Regions from separate parts of the Mus musculus genome. Here region 2 is linked to region 1. The links are chromatin contacts, called in public HiChIP or PLAC-seq maps. All regions are on one chromosome and are shown on one strand. Each heading gives the region's core, a stretch centred on a gene start, on an enhancer-like site or on the middle of the called end of the contact. The rest is flanking DNA. Distances are from core to core; before and after follow the strand shown.

Region 1 (7,152 bases), core at 3,677-6,176:
CAAGGGGATGCAGATTGGAAAGGAAGAAGTAAAAGTATTGCTAATTGCAGATGATATGACAATATACATAAGCGGCCCCTCAAATTCTACCAGAGAACTCCTACAGCTGATAAATACTTTCATCATAGTGGGTAGATACAAGATTAAGTTTTTTAAAAGTAGCCCTCCTATTATATGGGCACAATCCCAACTGGTAGCTTACATGTCATCACCCTGTGCCCAAGACCTGTAAACCCCCTTGTTTTAACCTGGATGTGTGATGTCGCTGACCTTCACCTGTGAGATCGGTAAACCCACTTGAGAGCTGCCTCTTAATAAACCTGCCTTTATCCACTTTTAGTCTGGTCTATATCTGTATCACCACGGGAGAGAAAAAGCCCACTTTCTTCTCCTACTACTGTCACCACTAAAGTATTTTAGATTTTTTTTTCCTTTTAACCTACTGTTAAAAGAGGAGAGTATTGCCAGGCAGTGGTGGCGCACACCTTTAATCCCAGCACTTGGGAGGCAGAGGCAGGCGGATTTCTGAGTTCGAGACCAGCCTGGTCTACAGAGTGAGTTCCAGGACAGCCAAGGCTACACAGAGAAACCCTGTCTTGAAAAACCAAAAAAAAAAAAAAAAAAAAAAAAGAGGAGAGTATTGCTTTCAATTACAAATAATAGCCAAACTTTATCAGTGCCTGAGCATGGGACTATCAAAAGGTTAAAAAAAATTTTTTTAAATGCCTAAGATTGCGCTAAATATCCTAGAACCCCTGTAAATGTAGAACTAGTCCTGGTGGGAGTGTCATGTGACAACACTTTCACTGTGGAGACTCAACACATATATCTGATCACCCCAGATAGGGATCCCACAACAGACAGGACAGATAGGACTCAAAGACCGCTGCATCACCAAGGCCCACCCCAGCATGGGTGACAGCTCACAATCCTGGGAACCACAGCACACTGGGCATCCTGCAGGCAGCTCAGCAGGCTGGCGAGTGTCCTTTCCAGGTGCCTGGGTTGCTCTAAACCTCTCCCAGAAACTGGTCTGGTCTCAAATCCTCTTTCTGTCTTTTCTCCTGAGAGTCATCTTTGCAGCTTGGCTTCCTCCTCCTCTGAGAGGGACTCCTCACCTTTATTACTTACTCTGGCAGTGATCTGGTCAGTTTCAGGGACTTCCTAAACTCTTTTGAGTTGTTACCTTCCTGTTTAAGGAGCTTCCTGCAGGATGAAATATTTTAACCTCAGAGGAAACTAACAGAACCGAGACACACAGGCCAATCCCTAAGGCATGCTGGCCATTCTAGGCAGTCGGGGAGCTTTGGGGAAGAGTCAGACACAGGTTTTAAAAAGAAAGGTGGGGAGCAGTTAGGAGAAAGCCTTCATGTTGACCTCTGGTTCCCATCCATGTACCTGTATGCACACATGTGCACACGCACATTAACAAGTGCAAATGCACCATACTAACATTAACAAAAACATGGACATAGCCGGGCTTGTACTTTTGACATTGACCTTGGGAAACAGCACTAAAATTACTGCAGAGGCAAAGGGAGCCCAGGATTCAGGCCTGAAAACCATCTTCTTCAGGACAGGAACTGAGACCAATGTTTGTCACATCTCAGAAAAGCCCAGGATGAGAATCCTAGCTGTCCTTGCAAGTTGGACTTGTGCCACCCTGACTCTAGCTTCCTGCTTAGCTGCCTTTTCCCATGGTTCCAGCACTCAGGCCTGTGAAGGCATGTGGCCCAGGCACACACATACCTACCCCAAGTACCCTGGTACCCACCACATCACCATCCATACCAGCAGGCCTTCCTACATGCCAGGAGCCAAGATTCCAGGTATGTGTGTTAGCTCACAGGAGCATGAGTTCTAGGGAAAGTGCCTAGTGTGCTTGCATAGGAAGGAGTGCCCTGAGAAACAGTGGGGTTAAACCCAGGAAACAAGTATTTGGCTGAAAAGAAGCATGCACCATGAAAACCACACAGTGCAGAATGACAGCTATCATTATTAGGAAAGAGACCACAATTGAGATTATTACAAAAGATTATTGGCCAATACGGTAAGATACAAATATATCTTATCACAGATAACTAGTGTGTTTGCCCTGAACAAGCTTCATGTATCATGTGTGTGTAAAATATCCATTTGGTCATTTATCATCATGAAGATGATAAATTTATTCATTCATCTTCAGTAAGAAGTGAAAGTCTTATTTAAATACAGTAACTATTTCTCTATGTGTTCCAACATATCAGGATTCAACTGTAGATGGATGCAGTACTAACAGTTAAAAATAAAATATTTCCAGAATTCAGGAGGCCTTGCATTCAATCTCCAGCATAAACTAACTAACTAACTGACTAACTAACTAACTAACTAACTAACCAAGCAACCAACTAGAAAGCAAAACAGCTCCTGTTAGCCTCAGGTCTTTTCTTCTGCCTCTCTCAATTTGGTTAGGCCAGGGAGCTCTCGTATGTGAACTCACATAACACATTATTTTTGCTTCTGGCTTACTTCACTTCTGTTTTCAGGGGTTTTGGTTGATGTTAGGGATACATCAAAGAGAATTGCATTTTAGTATGGCAAACATTGTTGCCTCCAGAGAGTTAAAAGCCTTATAGGTTTAGCACTTGCAAATACGTCCTGTAGTTTTTCCATAGTTCTACCAGTCTTAGTTTTTAAAAGATAACACATTTTATTATTTGCTGATAGATAAAATAGCACGTGTGTGGAAATGTGTGTGTGTGTGTGTGTGTGTGTGTGTTCGTGCATCCTTGAGTATGTAGGTCGGAAGACAACTTACAGTAGTGGATTCTTTCCTTCCACCATTTAGGTTCTAGGGGTCAAACATGGGTCATTGGGTTTAACAACACTCTTATTTGCTGAGCCATCTTGTTGACCCGTGAACACTTTTAAAACAGTGACTGAGCTTATTATATTTTCTGTTTGTGTCATTTCAGGCTTTTGAGGAGCTCAAACTTTACATACTTAACTTAAGTATAATAACTATAATCACTCTGTCTATAATAACTATACATCACATGCCAGAAAAGACTCTCCCTCTGAGACATAGCCTCAGCTACTCTGTATCCATCCCAGACATAGCCTCAGCTACTCTGTATCAATCACCCACCTTACAGGTTACAAATACTTCTCAGAGCCCATCATTTGTCCTTCCATTTCATCTGCATTCATTTTTTTTATATAACAAACTTTATTCCCCTTGGTTTTCTAGTTGAACTTTGGCATAGTTTCCTTTCTTCCTTTTTTGTGTATGGTGGATAAGTCCATAACATGTAGTTGATAAAATTTAAAACCCCAAGCTAAGCTCCCCGGCTTTAGAATGGCTGATCTCACCATATAGAAGTTCTCTGAGATGCATAGAATTTGATAGTAGGAAAGCATTTGAGTGCTTTCTTAAAGAGCTGTGTGATGACGTCTTTGTTGGTTTATTACAATAACGTGATTAAAAATAAATAAATGAAAACTAAACAGTTCTTGGGGGGGGGACCTGCTTTATTTCTCCTTCTGTTATGGCAAATTAGTTTTGCTTTAAGGACATTCTTTTTTATTATTCTTTTTTTTTCAATTTTTTATTAGATATTTTCTTCATTTACATTTCAAATGCTATCCAGAAAGTCCCTTATACCCTCCCCCCACCCTGCTGCCCTACCCACCCACTCCCACTTCCTGGCCCTGGCATTCCCCTGTACTGGGGCATATAAAGTTTGCTAGACCAAGGGGCCTCTCTTCCCAATGACGGCCAATTAGGCCATCTTCTGCTACATATGCAGCTAGAGACACAAGCTCCGGAGGTACTGGTTAGTTCATATTGTTTTTTAAAAGGAGATTCTTAATTTCAATATTTTTAAAAGAAAAAAGAACAGTATTTATAGATTTTTATTGCATTTTAACATATCTTTTAAAAAGCACTGTGAATGTGTGTGTGTGTGAGTGTGAGAGAGAGACAGACAGAAAGAGAGAGAGAGACAGAGACAGAGAGAGACTATATGCCATGTGTGTGCAGGTGTGTGTGTGTGAGACTATAACCAAGTGTATGCAGATGTGTGTGTGTGTGTAGCTGTGTCTGTGTGACTATACACCAAGTGTGTGCAGGTGTGTGTGTGTGTGTAGCTGTGTCTGTGTGACTATACACCAAGTGTGTGCAGGTGTGTGTGTGTGTGTGTGTGTGTGTGTGTGTGTGTGTGTGTGTGTGTGACTATATGCCATGAGTATGCAGGTGCCCATGGAGTCTAGAGAGGTCAGCAGGTCCTGGAGTTGGACTTGTGAGCTATTTTACGCTGCCTGGCATGATTGTTGACAATGGGAACTCCTGCTCAACAGTGGCAATCGTCCTTAACCACCAAGTCATCTCTGCAGTCTTTTATGCACCTCTTTATCCAATGGAGTTTATTTTGGCATGAGACGGGAGTTCGATTTTCCCCACTAACGCATGACCTATGCCTAGCGGTGGGACTGAGTGCACCACGACACTTAATGGTTGGTTTCTATCACAGTGTCTGCCCAAAGCAGTCGCGACTCCACCAGCTCTCTGCTGCAAGCACGCACAGCGGCTGGTCACCAGTTAGTGGGCACCTTTGTCTTTAATCCTCGCCATTCTAAACTGACTTGTTTTGAAGAGACTGATACTGTCACTCACTCTGACAACACCCCGAAGAGGACACTGTTGTTCATGTGGAAAGTCCCTGCCCAGCCTATGGGGACGTTAGGTTCCTGTAAGAGAGCAGGCACAGCGTGCCCCTCCATATCTGGGCACACTTTCTTTGGAGTGGAGTCCCTTTCCCCCCTTACAGATTTCTCTTCTCCTGGGGGCCACTTTAGAATAGGCGCTGGGTCCTTGTGGCTCCCGTGCTAAAGAGCCTATGCAGAGTGAAACTAGAACAGAACTGTGTGCCCCGCCACCCCTGTGTGTGTGAGTCACAGTCCTGGAATGTGGTACTCCCCTCCTTTGTGCCGAAGAAGGATCAGACCTGAGCCCTGGAAAAGTATTAAAGAATTGGTACCAAAAGAGACGCCAAGGCAGATGGACAAACAGACACTTCCCTGCCCTTAGTTTCAGGGCCATGTTCTCTAAAAGTGGGAAGAATGTAAAGTGCCTACTGTGTGAGAAAGAAGACCTGACTTTAATTCCCAGGGCCCACATTAAAAAACAGGCAGGGTAGCCCCCATATAATCCCAGCACTGAGGAGGCAGGGACAAGCAGATCCTAGGACTCACTGGCCAGCCACCCTATCTGAATCGGCAGCTCTATCTAAACAACAAGGTGGACAGTGCCTGGGGAATGACATCCTAAACTTACCTCTCACCCACACACATGCAAACACACACATGTGCACCTGTACACATATGAGTGTGTCACACATGTATACACACATTTGAAAAAAAAACAAACTAGACATGATAACATCAGCATGTACCTCATAGGGCTGTATGAGTGTGAAAGAGCCCCGAATGTGCAGGGTGTCACGATAGCAACCTGCTACTTAGACTGTATATAAGTACTACATGGAATACTTACACAGTACTGCGTAAATATTGCCATTACTCAAAATGAGATATGATTTTATTAAGTTGTGCATTGTATGTATGTGTTTATGTGTATGTGTGTGTGAATGTGTGAGAGTGTGTGTGAGTGTGTATGTGTGTGTGAATGTGTGTGTGAAAGTGTGTGTGTGTGAGAGAGTATGTGAGTATGTGTGTGAGTGTGTGTGTATGTGTGACTATGTGTGTGTGAGTGTGTGTGTGTTTGTGTGTGTGTGTGTGTGAGAGAGAGAGAGAAAGAGAGAGAAAGAGAGTCTGTCTGTCTGTCTGTCTGTCTGTCTGTCTGTCTGTCTGTCTGAGGTGAGGACACATGCCATAGCACCTGTGTGGAGATCAGGTCATGTTGGAGTCATGAAGTGGAAGGAGTCTTCTCCTTCCACTCTGTGGGTCCTGGGGGTTGATTCGTCTGAGTTCTGGAATCACAAGTGTACATACCTTGCTGTGAATGCTTTAACAATGTAGCTGACAGGATGCAGCAAGGGACTGGTAATATGTTGAAGAACTGAAGACGAAAACCTTTCAAGTGAATCTAAACAATCTAAGAAGAGGCTCTTTTGTCAAAATGAAGAATTCTTTGGTATGGTTGTGATTTTTGTTTGGGGGTAGCCCTGTGCATGTGATCTTCCCTAAATTCCTGTGTTTCCTGAGGAGGAGTTACATGGCTGTACACACTCTCCTAATAGCTATTGAATGTTCTTATGTTGTTGTTGCTTTTACTTTATTTTATTTTATCTTTTTTTTTTTTTACACTCCAAATTTTATCCCCCTCCCGGTCCACCCTCTGACTGTTCTCCATCCCATACCTGCGACATCCACTCCAGTAGTGACTCCAGTGACAGGCCTAGAAACCTGGATGCAGTCCCGAGGCGAAAAGTTCACGGAAACTTAGTATCCTGGAACCATGGCATCCTGTATAACAAATGCTCCAAACTTGCCCTTGTGTTAATCTGTGAATGGATCTGTCTGCTTTCTTTCCGAATTGTTTTATTATAGGTGTCTCCAAGCAATGTCTTGCCAAATGCCTAAGCAAAATTGAACTTTCCTTCCTGGCCTTCACCAATGCCCTAGGTAGTCCTTGAGCCGATCCTGGGCTTGGAATTCAGTAAGAATGTTGCCTATTCAGTGACATTTAGAATTGCCTCTAGTATTTTAAGAGAGATAGTGAAAGAAATCAGGCATTACTATCTACTACATAGAGTTAGAAATCTCAGGGCAAGCTTAGCAAAGTAAGTTTAGAATTCTTATTATAGTTATATATAGGAGACTACACTACTTATTAGTAGAAAGTCCCCACACACACAATCACTTATAATAAAAGCTGAGTCACTCCCATATACAGGAATTTACAATGGGTTAGGAAGTAGGGCAGTGGTTTAAGGAAGAACTAGAGTACTATATCATTCATGAGATGGTTAGCTAGAGCGGAACTCCTAATTAGAACCATGACTTGGGCATGAAAGCCCTTGCCCCGGGAATGTAAAGACCTCACACCTGGCTTCTAAGACTATAATTGACCTTAGATAGAGCTGACTTTGTCTCAGTTGTTTTATTGCCCAGTTTCTGCCAGTCTTTGTGTTTACATTCCTCTGTTTTGTG
Region 2 (6,784 bases), core at 1,545-4,044, 480 kb before region 1:
TGTATTACCTAGTAACCAGTTTGACACACACACACACACACACACACACACACATACACACACACAGCACAGCACATTCCCAACAATTTCCAAGTATGCAACTACATATTGTTAACAATATACAGACTGTTATGCCATGGTGTCTTAGTTGGGGGTTGGGGTTTTATTGCTGTGAAGAAACACCATGACCAAGGCAACTCCTTTTTTTTTTTTAATTAGATATTTTCTTTATTTACATTTCAAATGTTATCCCCTTTCACCAAAGCAACTCTTACAAGGAATAACATTTAATTAAGGCTAGCTTACAGTGTTAGAGGTTCAGTCCATTATCATCATGGTAGACATGGAAGAGTCCAGACATGGTACTGGAAGTGCTGAGAGTTCTATATCTTGATCCAAACTTACGGGGAAGACACTATTAGAAAGAGGCTCTAAAAGCCCATCCCCACAGTGAAATACTCCCTCAAATAAGGCAGCAGCTATTCCAAGAAGGCCACACCTAATAGTGCCGTTTTCCATGGGCTAAGCACGTTCAAACCACCACACACAGGTTTCCAGAACTACTCTGATCCTGAATGATTCATTACTACGGTTTGACTATGACCCCCAAACAGCTTGTGCTAGGAATTTAATTGTCATTGTACCAGTACGTGTGATGCTCTTTTACTTACTTTCAGATCATATCCAAATTAAATCATTATATGTTGAAAATATTAAGTTTTCTACTCAACTAAGAGTTACTAGAGCAAAATACCTGATGTAACTAACAGAAGAAAATGTGTTTATTTTGTTTCCAGTTTTGGAGGTTCAGAGGCAAGGTGCTCATATCTGCCTGGTGCTGGCAAAGGCAGCAGATAACAGCCTTGGGAGCACATGTTGGAGCAGTCAAATTCCAAGGCAGGAGGCAAAGTGAGAGACTGAGTGCCACATCGTTTATCAAGGCTATGGCCCAATGATCTAAGGTGTCACTTCTTCAATGGTCCACAGCATTTCCCTATATCACCACCCTGCACATACAGCTGTTACATAGGACCTTCAGGGGATACTCATCCGAACCACAGCAGGAAGTCAGATGCTTTTGATATAGTTAAACCACCAAGAATCACGGCTTAGCCTGGCCTACCTTTTATGTGCCCAGGATTAACACTATTAACACAGCCACCTCGCATCAGCGAGTTGCTTACAACTGCCACAGCACACAACCAGTATGTGAGGTGTGCACACTATGGAATTTTACTGAGCCATAAATAAAAGCATTTTTTTTTTTCAGAAAAATGGATGGACCTGTGTATCTTTGTGTTGAGCCAGTCTCACAAATACGAGCACACACATCTCTCACTGTGAGAACTTGAGGTGGGAAAAAAGAAGATGGAGTAAAGAGCAGGGCTGTTAGAGAATGGAGAGGGGAAAGTGGTGGTGGTTGGGGGATAAGAGAAGGTGGTGGGCTTGTGTGAGTGTGACCAAAGTGCATTGTATGCATGTACAAAACCGTTATGACAACCCCATTACTTTACAGGACTAATGTGTGGTAATACAGAAAAGACAGTGACACTGAATGCAAATGTGTGAATACTGACTCAGGTGGAACTGTGGAGTAGCTCCACAGCCTGCTAGATGTTGGGCATCCCTGGGAAACTGAACACAACATGAACATGGCCCCTGCTAGATCACTTTCCTCACAGAAACACAGCTGGGTTTGATCCCAGCCCTGCAATGCTGAATGAACGAATGAATGAATGAATGAATGAATGAAACGCTTTAATGTGAGTGTTGACTCTGTAAGGATCCTAAAGGACCTCATGTTCATTCATTCCTTGCTCGTTTTTTAAATCCATCTTGCCAGAGACTGGTATATGGCACTGACTTGCATGGTCTGACTGCTGTGTTGCAGAGTCTTCACTAACAACTTCCCTTTGGGGCTCGGCAGGTTAAGGTGCTTACTGTGCAAACCTGGTGACCTGAGTTTCATCCCCAGGACTCACCTAGCAGAAAGCCCATTTTTGAACAAAGTCATTTAAAATCCTACAGTTCGTTGAACACTGAACCTGAAGAGCAGAATGGTGGTGTGGGAACTTTTGCACCATCCTGAAGTTGGAAACTTGTAAAGAGAGGTGAAACATTTTAAGGGTTATCAGGCTATGAAGGCTCTGGCTTGTTACACCAATTGGTTCCTTATAAAAGAGTCACTTTGGCTGGCTCTTCACTGGGTGCAGCAATAGAGAGAGCTGGCCCTGCACCTCACTTGGGCAGCACAGTAGATTTGGCCCTGACGATGAAGGTGTGGGTGAGCTGGCCCTGAGGGCATGAGCTGGCCCTGACACTTATCTACAGTGTGGTGGCATCGGTGACCTGTCCCTTGTTGGCTGTGGCATTAGGTGAGTCAGTTGGAGCCGTGATGGAGAACTCAGCCTGATGATTTGGGTGCAAAAGAGTTAGTGGGCTGAGCAACTCAGCTACCATTCAGGCCCAGACCCAGGGCTTTGAGTTAGCCCACCCCAGTATCTACCTCATCTGAAACTGCTGGACTGTGTGAAAGGGCTGGTCCTGCAGATCTGAAGTCACAGAATCTCCATGACACAGGGCATCAACAGGAGATCTGAGAGGAGTCCTGGTGAGGATCCAATACTGATAGAGTAGCAGAAGCCAGAGGCCTCGAACCAGACCAGTGACTCATTGCGGTGAACATTTGCAAGTGAAGATGTGTGGACAGAAGGGTGCACCTTAGAGTAAATGCACTGGGACCCACTGCAGCTTCCACAGCAAGGCGTGTTTGTTTTATTTTGTTTATTTATTTTTATTTTCCGTTGGCTATTATGAGTAACGCTGCAATCGTGAGTCAGTGTGGGATGCTCACATCCTTCTGTGAAATCCTGCTTTCAGTTATTTTGGCTATATTCCCAGAAGTGGGATTGCTGGATTGTTTGGCGGGCTCAATTTTAAACTCTTTTGAGAAATTTCTCTGATTGTACTGTGTGGCAAACACACAATTTTGACTGTCCTTAACAGGACTCTCAGACTCCAATGTACACAATGTAAATAGACCATTGGTTTCTGCTTTCAAGATGGCTCATCTGCAGGGTTTAAGCTGCTGTCTCACTACGAGTTATTGGTTGTTGTTTTCATATAGGGTCTCTCTACATAATCCTGGCTGTCCTGGAACTCACTATGTAAACAGGCTGCTTGAACTCACAGAGATCCACCTGCCTCTGTCTCCCAAGTGCTGTGATGTGCTCCAACTGACTCACCTAATGCCACAGCCAACAAGGGACAGGTCACCGATGCCACCACACTGTAGATAAGTGTCAGGGCCAGCTCATGCCCTCAGTTTTGATTGACACTTCCCTGACAATTAGGGAGCAAGCATACTCTCTCATGTTTATTGCCATCTGAGCATCTTTAGAAATGTTTCTATTCAAGTCCTAACCACTGGGTTCTTGTTTTCTTGTTAAAGAGTTGTGCATGCTCTTTATTATGCCAGATACCCAGGTTGACAGGCAGCGTGAGCAGAAACTTGCATATTGTTCATGGTCTTCTTCATAAAGTTACCAGCCTCCTTCTTTCTAGAAATGGCATTTCTGGTTAGAGATATGCCAGACACTCAACATCTCTACACCAAGAATCCAATACATTAGTTAGTACCTTTCAGAGAGATGTGGTTTAAGATACCTGCTGCTCTTGCAGAGGACCTAGAGTTGGTTCTAAGCACCCACTTCCCAAGAGGCTTACAACTACCTATTACACCAGCTTCAGAGGGATTCAACAACTTTCCTGGCCCCCACAGGCATCCTCCAACACACACACACACACACACACACACAGAGTTTTACCTACCTGGGGTCAGAGGTTAACATCAAGGATTTTCCTCAATCATTCTCCACCTTTTGAAACAGAGTCTCTGGCTGAACCCAGGATGGTCAGCTTGGCTAGGCTGCTGCCCAGCACGCCTCAGGAATCCTTTTGCCTCTGATTGCAGTGCTGGGATTCCAGGTATGTGCTGCCACATGCAACTTTTAATGTGGGTGTCAGGGGCATAAACGTCTGTCTTCATATTTGCATGGCAAGCACTTTACCAACAAAGCCAGCTCTTCAGCTCCTAATCCTTGAAGAATACAAAAACCGTGTGTGTCTTCTGCTCAGCAGCAAGTATTTACTCCTGTCTGTCCTTCTGCCTTTTCCTCCCAATCATAAATATGCACATATACTTTTTATTTAAACAATGGAATCATAGCTTATGTACCATGTATGAACTGTTTCATTTTTTAAAGCAGTAAATATAACTAAAAATAAAGTTTAATAAAGCAAAGTAAAAAGAAAGTAAAGCTCTCCCTTTCTTTTTCTAATTTTTTTCAGTCACGTCCCCCACCCCCACCCTGTTCCTTAGCACTTTACCCTCTTTATTCCCATTCACTCCTGTGGCACACAGCTCCACTGCTCCCACCACTCACATACAGCTCCCACCACACACACACACACATATACACACACACATATACACACACACGAACACACACACACAAGGCTCCCACCACACACATCACTCCTACCACACACACGGCTCCCACCACACACACAACTCCCACCACACAGGCTTCAAGAGCTACTGAAAAGAAAATATCCAAAGCACACACAGTTGGTAGGCATGAAGACATTAGTCCAGAAATGAAGAGTTCTATTATTATGACTGAAAGACTCAAACAGCCACTGTCACAATATGCGTGATAATTTAGATACTAGCCACTTTCAGCCAGATGTCAGATTCAGCTGTTCCTGGGGAAGAGATGTCTAGATTTGGGCTGAGATGGAAGGTCTATCCTCACGCGGGATCCCTGCCCCAGGACATTTAGTCTGCCTGGACTCCCTTACCTGAGCTCTTCCAACAATATCAGTGAGTGCCTTCAGAGAACACGGCTTGACACACTCAGTCTGTGATGATAGACCCAAATAGTGATTACCAGGTGATATGGTGGGCAGTGCATGTATTGTTTTATGGAAAAGGTCTTCCAGAATACTGAGTTTGGGCCAAAGATGTTGCATGTAATTTACAAACATGCTTGCTCTTCTTGGGAGCTCTCCCTGAGCTCTGGGCTATGCTCTGAGAACAGCTGCCGCCATGCTGCCAGCTGGCGTTTTCCTGAGAACGCTCCTGTTCCTCCATTTGCCAAGCTGCCAACAACCACCCTTTTTGAAATCACACGCTACCAACTAACCAACCCGGCTGCCCACTCTCTTCTCTTGCCCCTTTTAACCCCGAGGAAGGAAAGCACTAGAGACTTTTACTATTTTAAAACTGACTAGATAACTCAAAGGCTGGGCAAAGAATCTATAGCCTTAAACTCATCAGCTATGCTATGTTAGAATTCTGCTGGTGGCAGAGACCACCACCGGCTCTGGAATTGCCCAGACCTCACACGGTGTCCCTGCTCCTCTTTCCAAGGCCTGCCGGAAAAGCCCTTTATCTCTTTTCCACCTCTTCTTCCTGGGACCTGAAAATCCCACTTCTTTACCTTCGCCCAGCAATTGGCTTCTGTTGTCTTTGTTGACATAATCAAAAGAAAAATTAGATTTTAACAAGCAGATTTTAGTATCAGCTTTTCCCCCTACACAAGTTGCATGCATGGGTGGGTAAGCGTATATGGGTGTTTACTACGTAATGTTATTGCTCTGATTTTTACTGTTGTTGTTTTGGTTTGCTTTGCTTGTTTTGGTTTGTTTTGTGGTTTTGTCTGCTTGTCCGCTTGTTTCTTTGGTACTGCTCTTTAGTCCACCCTTATGCCAGGCTTTGGCTAGCACTCTACTTGAGGTCTAGTACATTCTAGAGTCTGAGCCTTAGTCACTGTCTCAGCTATAGAGTCCTCAGATCTTTTCAGTTTTTGACCATTCCGGAGATGGCCAGTCCAAGAAATGCCTTCCTATAAAAGGAAACTTGCAGTGAAGTCGGCTTACAAAAGACACCATAATCTTGTACCCTTTCAAAGATGCACCATGCACATCGAAATATCAAAAGTTCAGGGAAGTTCTCTAGTTAAGAACATGTTTCACCCAATTTGTGCTAAACCTCCCTCACCATGGAATTGTTTAGGTGAAGGCCTAGCAACATGTCTTTAAACTGACCAATCACATTCAGAGAAGCTTGGTCAAAGTCCTCCCGCCAATGGCGCCCTTATTTGAGATGATTTGTACGCCCCCCGCTGGCTGGCTAATGTGGTACGAAAGTTATGTAAGGTATTTTGCCCTCATGTTCGTGTATTCTTGATTAGATTTTTGATTGCTTAACATACTGTGATAGAAAATCACAGTTCACTGAAATCTGGTTACAAAGATGTGTTTTTTTTTTTTTTTCATTTTCAAAGAATGTATTTGTTTAAATGAGTGTATGTGTGTGTGTGTGTGTGTGTGTATAGGTTAGTGTGTGTGTGTGTGTGTGTGTGTATAGGTTAGTGTGTGTGTGTGTGTGTGTGTGTGTGTGTGTGTGTGTGTAGGTTCTGGGGATGAGGTTTGCACAGTAAGCACCTTAACCTGCCGAGCCCCAAAGGGAAGTTGTTAGTGAAGACTCTGCAACACAGCAGTCAGACCATGCAAGTCAGTGCCATATACCAGTCCCTGGCAAGATGGATTTAAAAAACGAGCAAGGAATGAATGAACATGAGGTCCTTTAGGATCCTTACAGAGTCAACACTCACATTAAAGCGTTTCATTCATTCATTCATTCATTCGTTCGTTCGTTCAGCATTACAGGGCTGGGATCAAACCCAGCTGTGTTTCTGTGAGGAAAGTGATCTAGCAG

What was found. HiChIP or PLAC-seq counts read pairs in DNA pulled down with a chosen protein or histone mark.
Region 2: a contact with region 1 is called in a FOXA1 HiChIP or PLAC-seq map of pancreatic cancer cells. The contact joins two enhancer-like sites. A contact is called at or near these places in 2 of 39 promoter capture datasets (both in embryonic stem cells) and 1 of 115 datasets of contacts at active chromatin or transcription factors (pancreatic cancer cells).

Annotation. Positions count from the first base shown.
Region 1 is chr8:78,769,120-78,776,271 of GRCm38.p6, reverse strand. It overlaps the pseudogene Gm47209 and the pseudogene Gm45446. Among named protein-coding and RNA genes, the nearest start is that of Lsm6, 48 kb to the left of the region's middle. Within about 2 kb of position 4,926, at least 45 of the 459 cell types and tissues checked have an H3K27ac peak or open chromatin away from gene starts, as enhancers often do. A contact at or near this core is called in pancreatic cancer cells, where this site is marked.
Region 2 is chr8:79,252,286-79,259,069 of GRCm38.p6, reverse strand. No RefSeq gene overlaps it. Among named protein-coding and RNA genes, the nearest start is that of 1700011L22Rik, 7.1 kb to the right of the region's middle. Within about 2 kb of position 2,794, at least 26 of the 459 cell types and tissues checked have an H3K27ac peak or open chromatin away from gene starts, as enhancers often do. A contact at or near this core is called in pancreatic cancer cells, where this site is marked.